Linked DNA regions of Sus scrofa: region 1 is linked to region 2. The links are chromatin contacts, called in public Hi-C maps. All regions are on one chromosome and are shown on one strand. Each heading gives the region's core, a stretch centred on a gene start, on an enhancer-like site or on the middle of the called end of the contact. The rest is flanking DNA. Distances are from core to core; before and after follow the strand shown. Region 1 holds the start of ASGR1 (asialoglycoprotein receptor 1). Region 2 holds the start of ASGR2 (asialoglycoprotein receptor 2).

Region 1 (7,406 bases), core at 2,393-4,892, 34 kb before region 2:
AACCACAGCAGTGACAATGCTGAGTCCTTAACCACTAGGCCACTGGGGCACTCCTAGGTAACCGTTCTTTTATTATTTATTTCTTTTGCTTTTTTAAGGCCGCACCTGCGGCATGTAGAGGTTCCCAGGCTAGGGGTCCAGTTGGAGCTTCAGCTGCCAGCCGACACCACAGCCACAGCAACTCAGGATTTGAGCCGTGTCTGTGACCTACAGCACAGCTCATGGCAGTGTCGGATCCTTAACCCACTCAGCGAGGCCAGGGGTCGAACCCACAACCTCATGGTTCCTAGTTGGAGCGTTTTTGCTGCGCCTCGATGGGAACTCCTGGGTATCCGTTCTTAAAGGGATACATGCAAAGGGTTCTCAGAATGCGTAAATCTACCACCAGGTGGCATTGTTTTGTTTTTAGCTTCTCAGGATTGTTTCTGCCATTGTACAGAGGGCTGGCTCGTAAATCAGCCGCTGACATATCATGTTGTTTGTCTGGCTTTCTTCATTTTGTTTCATCACTTCCAGCTCTCACTCCCAAGTCTGTTGGCTTTGGGTGTCTTTTGACACTGGTCCAAGTACCGCTCCTTAATCAATGGGTTTGGGGAAATGGTTATAGGGTAGAACCAGCTTGCACGAACGTCTTATTCTAGTATAAGATACAAGCAGAAGAACACACAGCTCTTAAGTGGACAGCATTCAGCAGCTTTACAAACTGAACACACCCTTGCAATCAGCATCCAGATCAAGAAGGGGAACATTTTCTCCCTTTCTCTTTCTTTCTTTCTCTCTCTCTCTCCTTCCTTCCTTCCTTCTTCTTTCTCTTTTTGCTTTTTAGGGCTGCACCTGTGGCATGTGGAGGTTCCCAGGCTAGGGGTCAAATGGGACCTGTAGCTGCCAGCCTATGCCACAGCCACAGCAACGTGGGAACTGAGCCGTGTCTGCGACCTACACCACAGCTCATGGCAACCCAGATCCCTGACCTACTGAGTGAGGCTAGGATTGAACCTGCATCCTCATGCCTCATGCATACTAGTTGGGTTCATTTTTGCCAGGCTACAAGGGAAACTCCAAGACGTGGAATATTTCCTTGGCTCAGAGGCTCCCTTCCAGGCACTGCTCCTGTGGGGTGACTGCTATTCTGACCAAAACAGCGTAGGTTTGTTTGCCTGAATAAACCAGATTGTTAAGTGATAATATCAGAGAAGCCAAATTCACAGCCATCCAAATGACTGGCCACAGTCCCAGTGCATGAGAACAACATGGGGCTTTTCAAGACACAGACACAAGAGGGTTCAGCCAGGGCTTCTTCTTGTATGCATGTCTCATAATGTAAACTCTCCTAACTCAGGGTCACGTTTTCTCATGGAATAACTGCAACATAGGATTTGCGTGACTCCACATTTGGGGCTAAACTGAGACTTATTCATGTCTTTCACATTGCCCAATTTCCTTTTTTTTTTGTCTTTTTGCCTTTTCTAGGGCTGCTCCTGTGGCACATGGAGGTTCCCAGGCTAGAGATCGAATTGGAGCTGTAGCCGCCGGCCTACACCACAGCCACAGCAACGCGGGATCCAAGCCACGTCTGCGACCTACACCACAGCTCATGGCAACACCGGATCCTTAACCCACTGAGCAAGGGCAGGGATCGAACATGCAATCTCATGGTTCCTAGTCGGATTCGTTAACCACTGCGCCACAATGGGAACCCCTCCTTTTTTTTTTTTAATTTAAATTTTTAATTTTCTTTTAAAAATTTTTTGGAGTTCCCATCATGGCTCAGCGGTTAGCAAACCCGACTAGCATTGATGAAGGTGCAGGTTCGATCCCTGGCCTTGCTCAGTGGGTTAGGGATCCAGCAATGCCGTGAACTGTGGTGTAGGTCGCAGGTGCGGCCTGGATCCCGACTTGCTGTGGCTCTGGCGTAGGCTGGCAGCTACAGCTCCGATTGGACCCCTGGACTGGGAATCTGCATAAGCTGTGGGTGTGGCCCTAAAAAATACAAAAAAAGCAAAAAAAAAAAAAGAAACAGAGCTGAGAATCAGCAGAAATACCCAAAAGCTGAAACAAATAAACAAATACCTTAAAAAAAATTTTTTTTGGGCGTTCCATCGTGGCTTAGTTGTAACCAACCCAACTAGTATCCATGAGATTGAGGGTTCGATTCCTGGCCTCGATCAATGGGTTAAAGGTCCAGAATTGCTGTGGCTGTGGTGTAGGCCGGCAGGTATATCTCCGATTTGACCCCTAGCCTGGGAACTTCCATAAGCTGCAGATGTGGCCCTAAAAAAAAAAAGACAAAAAAAATCTAGTTGATTTACAGTGTTTTTTTTTTTTTTTAATTTTGTTATTCTCTTAAATTTTTTTTTTTTTGGTCTTTTTGCTATTTCTAGGGCCACTCCCACAGCATATGGAGGTTCCCAGGCTAGGGGTTGAATTGGAGCTGTGGCCTACGTCGGATCTTCAACCCACTGTGCAAGGCCAGGGACCGAACCTGCAACCTCATGGTTCCTAGTCGGATTCGTTAATCACTGAGCCATGATGGGAACTCCTTAAAATTTTTTTATTAAGGTATTGGTGATTTACAATGTAACATTGCCCAATTTCTTTCTTTTTCCTTTCTTCTCCTTCTTCTTTTTTTTTTTTTTTTTTTTGCTTTTTAGGGCCACACCTGCAGCATATGGAAGTTCCCAGGCTAGGGGTTGAATTGGAGCTATTGCCGCAGGCCTATACCACAGCCACAGCAATACAGGATCTGAGCCACATCTGTAACCTATGTTGCAGCTCATGGCAACATCAGATCCTTAACCCACTGATCGAGGCCAGGGATCGAACCCACAACCTCAATGATTTAGCTGGATTCTTAATCTACTGAGCCACAAGGGGAACTCCCCGCCCAACTTCTAATTTAGCCTAATTTCAATTTGCACACGCCTCAATCCTCCGTGAACCCTCCATGGGGTGCTGAGGGATCACTTGTAGCATCTCTGGGACCCTGGGGCCCAGTTGTGGCGACAGGAGGGGATTCTGGCTCTGAGGGCAGCACACAGGCCCTGGAGTCCCACCGCCCACATTCCAGTCCTTGTCTGCTCTTCCTTGCGGTGTGACCCTGGGTAAGCTCTTACCACGCAGGGCTCGGCTTCCCCATCTCCACATTGGTGCCTGGTTGGCACCAATCCTGGCCAAGGGGGGAAAGCCTACCTCCCCCACCCCCAACAGTGTGCAGGGCTTACTCCCCTGAGAGAGTCCCCAGAAAGCCAGCCTTAGGTTCAGATGCCAGGGTCACAGGCCCGGATTGGGTAAGAGCAGAGCAGAGATCGGCCCCTCTGTTCCTGGTCCAGAGGCAGTTGGAGACACTAAAAATTCTGGAAAATTCAGAGGCAGGAAGTGAAGGGGGAAGGGCGGAGGGGAAACAGCAAAGGGCACCCTGGCCGCTCTGGGCCTGGCCCCCCTCCCAAACTGTGCCTTCAGTGAGGTTGGGGCGGGGAGGACAGCCCAGGTGACTCCCTGTCCCTGGGAAGCCAAGATGAGACAACCCATCCCCCGCTCCCACCCCCACACCCCCCCGAGGTCCAAATCCATTTCTGCCTGTTTACGTCCAAAGTCCTGGGCACTGGGGATGCCAGGTTTGGTGTGTGCGGACACACAGACACGCAGACGCACAGGGCTCAGGGCCCGCGTATGGACCCTGCCCCCTCCGCTCCCACTTTCCAGGGCTGTCCGCGCACCCTAATTCTCCAGCCTTCGGCCGCTCTCCCAGCCGGGCATCTGCACAGCAGTGAGGGACCCAGGAGTCCACCTTGAGACCTTCAGCAAGTAAAAGGGGAAGAAGGGCGGGGGGTGGGGGCTGGGGGCTGGGGTGCCGATGGGGCCGCGCAGCTTCAGAAGACAGATTTTTGGATGCTGGGTCTGGGAGGGAAGGGGAGAAAGAAGAAGGGTCTCCGCGTAGCCGCTGATCCCTTAGAAAGGGACGGGGCCTCCCACACCCAAGTCTGTTCAACCCCAGCCTCAGCCTTAACCTTGGCGGTGACCTGGTTCGAGGTCTAGCCAGCCTTAGCATGACAAAGGAATATCAGGATCTGCAGCATCTGGACAATGAGGAGAATGACCAGCAGCACAGAAAAGGTGAGGGGACGCCTCCGGCCATTTCCAGAAGGCTCTCGCCCCGCCCCCTCGCCTCGGCTCCTCTTCCTCCTGTGACCCTGACTCTTCCTGGGGTCTAAGCCGCCCTCTTACAGGAGGGCAGGGTGCAGGGCTGCAGTCCCTTTCTTGACCCCTCTCCTGTCCCTCGCCTTGTCACCAGCTTCTCAGGACCCTGGGGAGAGGGGTGCTCAGGGGCGTGGGAGTAAGCGGAAGAAGTCAGACCCCCTTCTTTCCTCTTCCAGCACCCCAAGAGCTTTGGCCGAGTGTGTGTGAGTGGATGTGAGTGTGTGAGTGTGAGTGCACAGGTGTCTGGGATTTTTAAAAAATTTTTTATTTATTGGAGATCCCATCGTGGCTCAGTGGTTAATGAATCCGACTAGTAACCGTGAGGTTGCAGGTTCGATCCCTGGCCTTGCACAGTGGATTAAGGATCCGGCGTTGCCCTGAGCTGTGGTGTAGGTTGCAGACGCGGCTCGGATCCCATGTGGCTGTGGCTGTGGTGTAGGCCGGCAGCAATAGCTCTGATTAGACCCCTATCCTGGGAACCTCCATATGCTGCGGGTGTGGCCCTAAAAAGACAAAAAAAAAAAAAAGATAAGGAAATATTTATTATTATTATTATTTATTTATTTATTTATTTTAGTGTGTGGCATTAGTTTGGTCAAGGGGTAAGATGTCTTTGAAAGGCCAAGGGATCCCTGAGAGTGGGGGAGATGAGGCCCTCCTACATCAAAAACCAACCCCCCTTTCTTCCTCCTGCGACCAGGGATGTTTGGCTGAGCCAAGATGAAGTTCTTGGTGGATGGGAGAGGGCAGTGCCTTTTGATGGGGGAAGGGGCTGCTGGTGAGAATGGAGGGGGGCCCCCCCACATTCCAGCTCATGGGGGACAGGGTTCCTGAGAGCGACTTGGGGAAACTGAAGTCTGGTTATTCTGCCTCCTGTCCCTGGGCCCAGCCAGAGAGGAGTGGGATTCACGGGGAGAGCAAGAAATCCACTTCTCTTGCCTCACCTGCAAGCGCCCCCCATCCCAGTCCCCCAGTCTTCCTGCTCACGAACTCGGGCCTCCAGGCTGAGTTCATCAGCTGCAGTGACTAAGTTCAGCCACCAGATGTCAGCAAAAGCCCATGAACTGGGTAGGGTTCCGGCCGGTCAAAGTTTCCGTCCCTCCCCTGCTCCAGGTCACCGCTGGCTCCTCAGCTTCACCCACCGCCTAGGTTTCCTTTCTTCCCCCATTCCTCTTTTCTTGTCGTGTCTTTTCCTTCTTCTTTCCTTCCTTTCCCTTCCTTCCTCCCTCCCTTCCTTCTTTTTTGGCTGTGTCTACATGCAGAAATTCTTGGGCTAGGGATTGAACCCTTGCCATGGCAATGCTGGCTCTTTAACCCACCGAGCCACCAGGGAACTCCCATGTTTCTTAATCTATAAGGTTCCTGCTCGTCTACAAGAGGAGGCCCAGGATGCTCTCCTCCTAGGACCCCAGAGCTGCCCTGCCCCAGGTCCCCTCTGTCCCTGAGGGCGTGACGCCCTCTCCTCTTGCAGGGCCACCTCCTCAACAGTCACTCTTTCGGCGTCTCTGCTCGGGACCCTGCCTCCTCCTGATTTCCATGGGCCTTAGCCTCCTGCTGCTGGTAGTTGTCTGTGTGATCGGATCCCAGAGTGAGTTCCCTGGGGCTGGCTGGGGAGGGAGCATTGTTGGGGTGGGATGGGGGACAGTGGCAGGGGGAGCGCTGGCTTGTGGACACGGCTCCTCATGTTGTCCTGTCCACACCCTCTCCTGCCCAGACTCCAAGCTGCAGGAGGAGCTGCAGGCCCTGAGAGAGACCTTCAGCAACCTCACCGCGAGCACAGACGCCAAGGTCAAGACCCTCAGCATGCAGGGTGAGGAGGGCTGGGGCCTGGTGGGGGGGTGCTGGGACCAAAAAGCAACAGCGGGATACTGAGCGGAGTCTCCTCCAGGAGGAAATGTGGGCAGAAAGATGAAGTCTCTGGAGTCCCAGCTGGAGAAACAGCAGCAGGACCTGAGTGAAGGTCAGAGAGGGAGCCTGTGTACACGAGTGTGCACAAGTGTGCATCTGTGTGTGTGTGTGCATGTGTGCGCAGGATACAGGGGTCTCGGGCCAAACCAGGGAGCTTTGTGGCAGGAGCATCTGTGATCTGGCCTCAGCGCGGAGATGACAGAGCCTTCCCAGCTCTCAGGGTACATCCTGGCCCCTTTCCCTCCCCTGTGCCCATCTCCGTGCCCCCTCTGCCCTGCTGTCCCCCTAGATCACTCCAGCTTGCTGCTCCACGTGAAGCAGTTTGTGTCCGACCTGCGGAGCCTCAGCTGTCAGATGGCTGTCCTCCAGGGCAATGGTGAGGAGTGGGGGTGCCCAGCCCCTCTTTCCTGCCCACTTCCCCTCAGCCCCTCACCTTCCCTCTGTCCCCCCACCCCTGCTGCCACCCTGCAGGCTCTGAAAGGACCTGCTGCCCGGTTAACTGGGTGGACTATGAAGGCAGCTGCTACTGGTTCTCCCGCTCTGGGAAGCCCTGGCCGGAGGCCGAGAAGTACTGCCAGCTGGAGAACGCCCACCTCGTGGTGGTGGGCTCCTGGGAGGAGCAGGTGAGGGCCCCCCTCCACCCCAGGAGGGGCTCAGCTGGGAGGCTGGCAGGCTGAAGGCCGGGTCTCCAGCCCCTTCTTTGTCCCCAGAAATTTATCCAGCACCACGTGGGCCCTGTGAACTCCTGGATCGGCCTCACTGATCAGAGCGGGCCCTGGAAGTGGGTGGATGGCACCGACTACGAGTCGGGCTTCAAGTGAGTGTGCGGCGCCCCGTGGCACTGCCCCTCCAACTGCGCCCCCTCCCCAGTGGGGGGGTCCAGGGGCGCCCAGGCTGCTCCCCTCGGCTGAGGCTCTGGCCCCCTGGGGCCCCCGTCCGTCTGGTCTCTTTAGGAACTGGAGACCCGAGCAGCCGGATGACTGGTACGGGCATGGGCTCGGGGGTGGCGAGGACTGTGCCCACTTTACGGAGGACGGCGGCTGGAACGATGACGTCTGCCAGAGGCCCTACCGCTGGGTCTGCGAGACACAGCGGGACAGGGACAGCGGCAGCTAGGAGTCTCCTCTCCCTCTAATTTATGTCCTCAATGCTTTTACCTGCCACGGGGGTCTTGGTTGGGGGACCCTCCCCTCTGGGTGCTTCCGGATTTTCACCTCGGATTTTGAGGGAAGGGAGAAGGGTGGGGTCTGAGGAATGGAGAGTGATGTTTGGAGGGGTGGGGAGTTTGAAACGCCTGCCAG
Region 2 (7,110 bases), core at 1,736-4,235:
CCTCATGCTTCAGGCTTGGCCAAAAAAAAAATAATGTAAAAAAAAAAAAAAGTGTTTTGTAAGACTCGGGACACTCTGGCTGGTGGTGACAGTAAGCAGATGGGGGGCTCCAGGGAGGCTCTGAGCATGAGCAGGACACCTGGGGTGGGTGCAGGGTGCTGTGGCTGAGGGGGACACAGACCCCACCTGGCATAGGTGTTAATGAGAGCAGCAAAGATGGAGCAAGAAGGGACAGAGCAGCCCAGCTGGCGGTTGCAAAGCCACAACAGGGCAGAAGAACTCTTGGCGAGCGGAAGTGACTTGACGAAGGTCGTTGAGCTGGATGGAGCCAGTTGGAGACCAAAGTGGGAGGCTGGGCTTTCTCTCCCTCTGCAGGCTTTCCGGGCTTCTCTGCCGCAGGCTCTTGAGGAGGGGAGACAAAACATATTTATTTCGACCCATACAACTGGCTTCACCAGCCTGCAGTACGACTAAAGTTACCTTCCTTGTACATATTCCAAGTTATTGTTCGAGACCACAGCAGGCCAGATGGGTGGGAAGCCCTCGGCCAAGTTCTTGGACGACTTGTGGAGACATAGGGAGGCACAGTTTTTGTCTGTTTGTTTGTTTGTTTCAGGGCTGCACTCGTGGCAAATGGAAGTTCCCAGGCTAGGGGTCAAATTGGAGCTGTAGCTGTCGGCCTACGCCACAGCCACAGCCAGGTCGGTGACCTACACTGCAGCTCAGGGCAACACTGGATCCTTAACCCACTGAGCGAGGCCAGGGATCGAACCCAAGTCCTCGTGGATACTAGCCGGGTTCTTAACCCACTGAGCCACAACAGGAACTCCTTTTAAAATTATTTATTTAGATGTAGGCACTTCTAAAGGGCCAGACCTCTCTCCATATGCGCTGCAGAGAGAGACCTGGAGGGGCCTTCTGTCCCCAGCAGGCTCCGTTTTCTCCTGCCTTGTTGCTCATGGTTGCTGCTAGAGGCTGGTGAAGACAGGTCCTGTGCTGCCTGAGGCTGCCCTGCTCAAGGCTGTGTCATCCATCCAACCCCATTGTGCTCAGCTTCCACCTTCCTTAAGCCCCTGGATGCCTGGGCTGTGAGAATTTCAGCTCTTCTGCTGCCCATGCATGGCTCATTCTGGGCGACCTTGCTCTCTCCATAGTCCTGATGAGCGAGTCCTTGGGGCTCGCGTCCTTGGGGCTCGTAGGCAACCCTTTATTTTTTTAAATGTTTTATCTTTTTATTTTTTGTCTTTTCCAGGTCCGCACCTGCGGCATATGGAAGTTCCCAGGCTAGGAGTCCAATCGGAGCTGTAGCTGCCGGCCTACGCCACAGCCACAGCCACGCCAGATCCTTAACCCACTGAGTGAGGCCAGGGATCGAACCTGCAACCTCATGGTTCCTAGTCGGATTTGTCAACCACTGAGCCAGGACGGGAACTCCAGTTTTCTATCTTTTTATTTTTTATTTTATTTTATTTTATTTTATTTGTCTTTTTGCTATTTCTTGGGCCGCTCCCGCGGCATATGGAGGTTCCCAGGCTAGGGGTCTAATCGGAGCTGTAGCTACTGGCCTACGCCAGAGCCACAGCAACGTGGGATCCGAGCCGCGACTGCAACCTACACCACAGCTCATGGCAACGCTGGATCGTTAACCCACTGAGCAAGGGCAGGGACCGAACCCACAACTTCATGGTTCCTAGTCGGATTCGTTAACCACTGCGCCACGACGGGAACTCCAGTTTTTTATGCCTGCACCGCAGCATGTGGGAAGTTCCTGGGCCAGGGACTGAATCCGAGTCACAGCTGAGACCTCCACCACAGCTGCGGCCACGCCAAATCCTTTAAACCACTGTGTCCGGCCGGGGATCAAACCCAGCTTCTTAAGGCACCGCAGCATGGTGGGAACCCCCAGCACAGCGCTTTAGTTCATAGCACCTGCTCAGCGCTGGTCCCCAAAGCACAGCTTCTAGCATCTATCCGTCAGGAGGCATCTTCCATCTGTGCCCAGCTTGCCCTCCTCTGGGAAACTGTTCTAGGCTTTAGCACTGACGCCAGGTGCATCTGCCCAAATTTGGATGTCGAAGCCCCAAGCCCCAGGGTGATGGTATTTGGAGGCGGTGCCTTTGGGGAGTGATCAGGTCACGAGGGTGGAGCTCTTTATGAGAAGAGGAAGCAATCGCGCCCCCTCTGTCTGCTGCGTGAAAGCAGTGTCTCTTGTCTAAGGCACCCAGTGTGTGTGTGGGGTACGCTGTTGTAGCCGCCGAGCTAAGGCACAGGGGCCCTTGTTCTGGCTCTTTCTTTGCTCCCAATGGCTTCCTCTTGGGCCCTCAGGTTCCCTTTCTTTTCAGCAGACCTTAGTCAGAGCCATGGCTCTCCTTAGGAGATCCTTGTCACGTCAGATCCCCCAAAGGAAAGAGGTGGGGTTCTCGATCTTTCTTCTTTAATGGATCGAGGTACAGTGAAATCCGTCTATTCCAAAGACATTCCCTGGCCCCTGTGAAAAGGGCCCGGGTCCTCTCAGCAGCCAGCCCTGCACCAAGGCCTGTGAGAGGAGCAGTCTTGGCCAAGCCCCGGGGACAGGCTTTGTGTCCCCTCCCCTGGAGGGCAGCTGATTGAAGCCTCTGAGGAGAGGCTGCAAGGCTTCTAGCAGAGCGGCCTGCTGCAAAGTCACTTGCAGAGAAATTGTTAGCAAGTTTTACCTGTCAGCTTGGGAAACAAAACAAGGTTACAGGTACCTGAATCAGGAACCAGGTTTCTTCATCAATAGTTAATTACAAAAAAGCTCTTGCCTGGATGGATCGCAGGCAGCCAGGCGGCCCTGATGGGGGGTGGGCGCCCGCCAAGGCAGGGGCCTGGGCAGGGGCTGCCAGAGGGTGGGTGGGGCGGGGGTGAGATCAGAGGTGTGTGTGGTGTGAGGCGATTGGGCAACACCTGGGATATTCGTCAAAGACAGAACCAGGAGGGAGAGCTCACCTTACGTGAACTGCAGACGGAACAGCTGAAGGCCGGGAGGACAGAACACCCGCAGAACCGGCCCAGGAGGAAGATTGACTCAGGCCCCACCTGAGGCCCAGGTGAGGGGAGGGCGGGGCTTATCGGGGGTGGGAGTGGCGGGAGTGGCAGGGGTGGGGGTGGGAACCAAGGGACCCCAGCAAAGGCCAAACGCGGTGATGGAGGGAGTGGGCCGCAGGCCCCAGAAGGCCTGGCAGGTGCAGCCCAGGCCCTTCCTCACGCTTTCAGGGTGGGCGGAGCGGGCAAGCAGGGCATCTCCTGCCTGGGAGGGTCCCAGCGCCTCCCAGGGCGCGGTCCTTTTCATCCTGGGCTCGGGCGCTTGCAGGTGGATTTGCATACCGCCAAATCGGAGGGGCCTTCCGTGTCACTAACTTGCTAAAAGGGTGTGTGTGTCGGGGGCGGGGGGGGGGGGCGTTCAAAGAGCATGACCGCTGAAGATATGCTTGCATTTAACCTTGAAGGGAACAGTTTGAGGATTCCTTGGGGCAGGTTGTCACGCAGCCGGGCCGCATCCGAGACATCCGTGGGTGATGCAGGGCGGGGGCCCCTGGGCTGCGGAGGAGGTGGGTGGTCCTGCCTGGTGGGAGGGGCCGTCCTCCTCCAGCCCGACCCGAGAGCACGCTGCTCTCTCCTGCTTTCGGCAAGAAGCGGATAAGATGACAGTGGACTGTGTAGATTCCGCTCCCCGTCCCCATTTCCTAATTTGACTAAGAGGAATGAAGCAGAGATCTGATAGAAGCTGCGCGGTGTGTTAAACGCTTTCGTGGAAGGTAAAACTCGAGAGGCCCATCTCTTTCCCCCCTCCTCCTCCGCCTCCCAGCCCTTAGAAACCTGGGGCTTATAAACACAGGCGTCCTGGCTTTTGAACTTGGAGTTCAATAGGTCTGGTCATTACACGGAGAGAAACTACCACTGTTTGATGCCATCTTGACACCTTCAGGGGCTTTGCAAGCCTTTAGTGACTCTCAGATGGAAGTCAGAATAACCAGAAAGTGTACAGGATTCGACCTGGAATTTTTTTTTTTTAAATTGAAGTATAGTTGTTTACCATGTTAAGCTGGGATAAGTTAATAAAAGTAAATAAAGGAAAAATGATCAGAGGAAATGCCGGGGCCAGCTCAGCAGGATGGGGCTGAAGAACGAGTGCTGTGGAACTTAAGGAAAAAAGGTTAACATAAAACAAGACACAGAGACATTTATCTTAAGTAAAGGTGGGAACCGGGGGACTCAAGGTCTCAGGGACCAAGAGCGCCCTGCCTCAAGAAACCACACTGCTTTTATTGTGAGATCAAGTGAGGAGTGGCTATGGGTGGATGATACAGGGTTTGTTTACTATTATATAAGTTCTTTTACTATTTAGAAAGCCACTTAGGTGGTAAAGGGTTAAGCTCTTACTCTGACCTCTAGGCACATAACAGTTCTTAAGCTTAAGTCACTTATGCCTTTAGGTCTTTGTTCTTAAGCTTAAGTCATTTACCAGCACTGTGACTGTTTTTCCAAGAAGGAAGATGGGATAAAATAAGACAAGAAGATGGGATAAAGTAAAGAAGGGCAAGATGGAGTTTTCAAGGAAACATGTCTTGCGACAAGGAAAAAGTCGCCAAATTGCACCTAGGAGTTGATTTGTGGAAAACTTTAGTTAGCAGAATGACCCCTGGGACTTCCCTTGTGCAGATCTGGCATTGCTGCAGCTGTGGTGCAGGTTCCATCCCTGGCCTGGGAACTTCCACATGCCTCCGCGTGAGGCAAAAACAACCAACCAACCAAACAAAAAAACCAACACTTGAAAAAAAGAGAATGATCCTTTTACTATTTAATGTTTTGCTTCAGTTATTTGGAGAGAGGCAGGATGCTAAAAAAAAATGTTGGGGGATCCGGTGGAAGTGATGGAGTCTCCGTTCTCGGAGACTGGCGCATCATGCAGGTGTGACCACAAGGTGGCGCTGCCCTCATGGAAGTTGGGAACGTAAGCGGAAAAAGGAAAGAAAAAACCTAGCTTCTTCAATGGTGAAAAAGTAAAACCCTCCAAAAACGAAATGACTTTTCATGTCTATTATAGTAACTTAAAGAAAATTTCCAGAGGAGTTCCCTCGTGGGGTAGCGGGTTAAAGATCCCACTTTGTCACTGCAGTGGCTCCAGGTTGCTGCTGTGGTGCAGGTTGGACCCTTTGCCAGAGAACTTGAACGTGCCATGGGCCGGGCAAAAAAAAGAAAAAAAGTTTTCCAGAGACACGCATAGGTCCAGTTCCACAAATCGAAAACAAAAGTGCAATCCGGTTTTCAAAAGAACATAGTCAGTACCCCGGAATCCCCTTATTTCCCCTTCCAGTCCTGGCTCCCTGTCTGACTTCGAGTAGCATAGGTTAGTTTTGCTCGTTTTTGTACTTCAGTAAATGGAAGCAGGCCAGATGCGCTCATTTGAGTCTGGCTTCTTTCACTTATTGTGAGAATCATCTGAGTTGTTGCACAGTCTAACTGGCCGTGTGCTGTCCCATTGTGTGAAGAGACCCCAGTCCATCCACTCCGTTGCTGAGAGGCATTTGGGTAGTTCCCCCCCCCTTTTTTTTGTCTTTTTAGGGCTGCAACTGCCGTACATGGAGGTTCTTAGGCTAGGAGTTGAATCGGAGCTGTAGCGGCCGGCCTACATCACATCCACAGCAGCTCGGGATCCGAGCCGTGTCTGAGCGACCTACACTGCAGCTCACGGCAATGCCAGATCCTTAACCCACTGAGCAAGGCCAGGGATCGAATCTGCATCCCCTTGGATGCTAGCCTGGTTCATTACCGCTGAGCCATGATGGGATCTCCACCATTCTTGTTTCTTTACAGGTGAACTTCTCTCCCTCTCCAGTAGCTTTTAGAATCTTTATTGCTATTATTCTGAAATTTCATGATTGTGCCTTTTGGTCATTCTTCAGTGAAAAGCTGGGCAATTAGTAGGTTATCAAAATTTGGAGCCTCGTCCTTTCCATTCTAAGTCACATTCTTGTGTTATTTCTTTGAGAACGTTCTCCCTTTAACTTCCTATTTCTAGAACTATCAATTGGATGTTGGTTCTCCAAATTGCTTTTTCATGCTACCGGTACAGAGTTTGCAAAGCTGCTCAGAAAGAGCCCTTTCCTCTCCTCTGAAGTTTGAACCCAACTGAGAATCAAAATAGAGCAGACAGATAAGGGATGTTAGGACATTAGCTTTATTGCTGATGAGCAGCAAAGGAGGATTTGGCTTAGAACTTTTTTTTTTTTTGCTCTTTAGGGCTGCACCTGCGGTATGTGGAGGTTCCCAGGCCAGAGGTCCAGTTGGAGCTACAGCTGCCAGCCTACGCCACAGCCACAGCAACGAGGGATCTGAGGACTTATACCATGGCTCAGGGCAATGCTGGATCCTTAACCCACTGAGCGAGGGATCCTTAACCCACTGAGACGCAGGGATCAAACCTGTGTCTTCATGGATACTAGTCAGATCTGTTTCCACTGCGCCATGATGGGAACCCCGGATTTGGCTTAGAACCTTTAATCAAAAGGATGTGTTAATATTTCATCCAAGAATTAGGAGCATGTTTACCCAGTCACAGGCAGAGCTGGGCAAAGCAGGCTTTCTCTGCAGGGGCGGGCTCAGTGTCACCTGGCAGAAAATAGGTTACAAGCTGAGCAGGGAGATGCCAAAGAACCCCACGGGGCTGAGCCAGGCGTGCTCAGTAAGTCAAGCTTCCTCCCCTGGGGAAGAGTGCGTTGGGGGGGTGTCTGGAGAGAGCCCCGGGGGGTTTCTGTAGTGGGAAATATACACAGAAGCAAACATGAGGCCAGGGGAAAAATTCCCCCCAATTTAGCTATATGTTTTCTTTTCTTTTTTTTTTTTAGGGCCGCACCTGCAGCATAGGGATTGAACCAGAGCTGTGTCTGTGACCTACACCACAGCTCATGGCAACGCTGGATCCTTAATCCATTGAGCGAGGCCAGGGATCGAACTTGCATCCTCATGGTTACTAGTTGGGTTTGCTAACCGCTGAGCCATGAAGGGAATGCCCTAGCTACTTGTTTTCTGATTTAATAATAACAAAGAAAGACTGTGGAATTCCCTTGTGGTACAGTGTTAAGGATCCAG

Evidence for each region. A called contact is a pair of places that touch in the nucleus more often than the background predicts.
Region 1: a Hi-C map of liver shows a contact between it and region 2, with 2.5 times the contacts expected there. The contact joins the promoter of ASGR1 here to the promoter of ASGR2 in region 2. A contact is called at or near these places in 1 of 5 promoter capture datasets (liver) and 5 of 47 Hi-C or Micro-C datasets (embryonic fibroblasts, fetal liver and liver).

The regions. Positions count from the first base shown.
Region 1 is chr12:52,536,818-52,544,223 of Sscrofa11.1, reverse strand. ASGR1 (asialoglycoprotein receptor 1) reads left to right here and starts at 3,642. Exons shown (of 9, transcript NM_001244458.1): 1 at 3,642-3,804; 2 at 3,995-4,113; 3 at 5,669-5,785; 4 at 5,912-6,007; 5 at 6,086-6,157; 6 at 6,395-6,481; 7 at 6,577-6,728; 8 at 6,816-6,922; 9 at 7,059-7,406. The coding sequence starts at 4,047. The coding sequence ends at 7,221.
Region 2 is chr12:52,502,444-52,509,553 of Sscrofa11.1, reverse strand. ASGR2 (asialoglycoprotein receptor 2) reads left to right here and starts at 2,985. Exons shown (of 11, transcript XM_013981301.2): 1 at 2,985-3,068. It overlaps LOC110256107 (a long non-coding RNA gene), which reads right to left and starts at 3,048. Exons shown (of 3, transcript XR_002337354.1): 1 at 2,968-3,048; 2 at 187-402.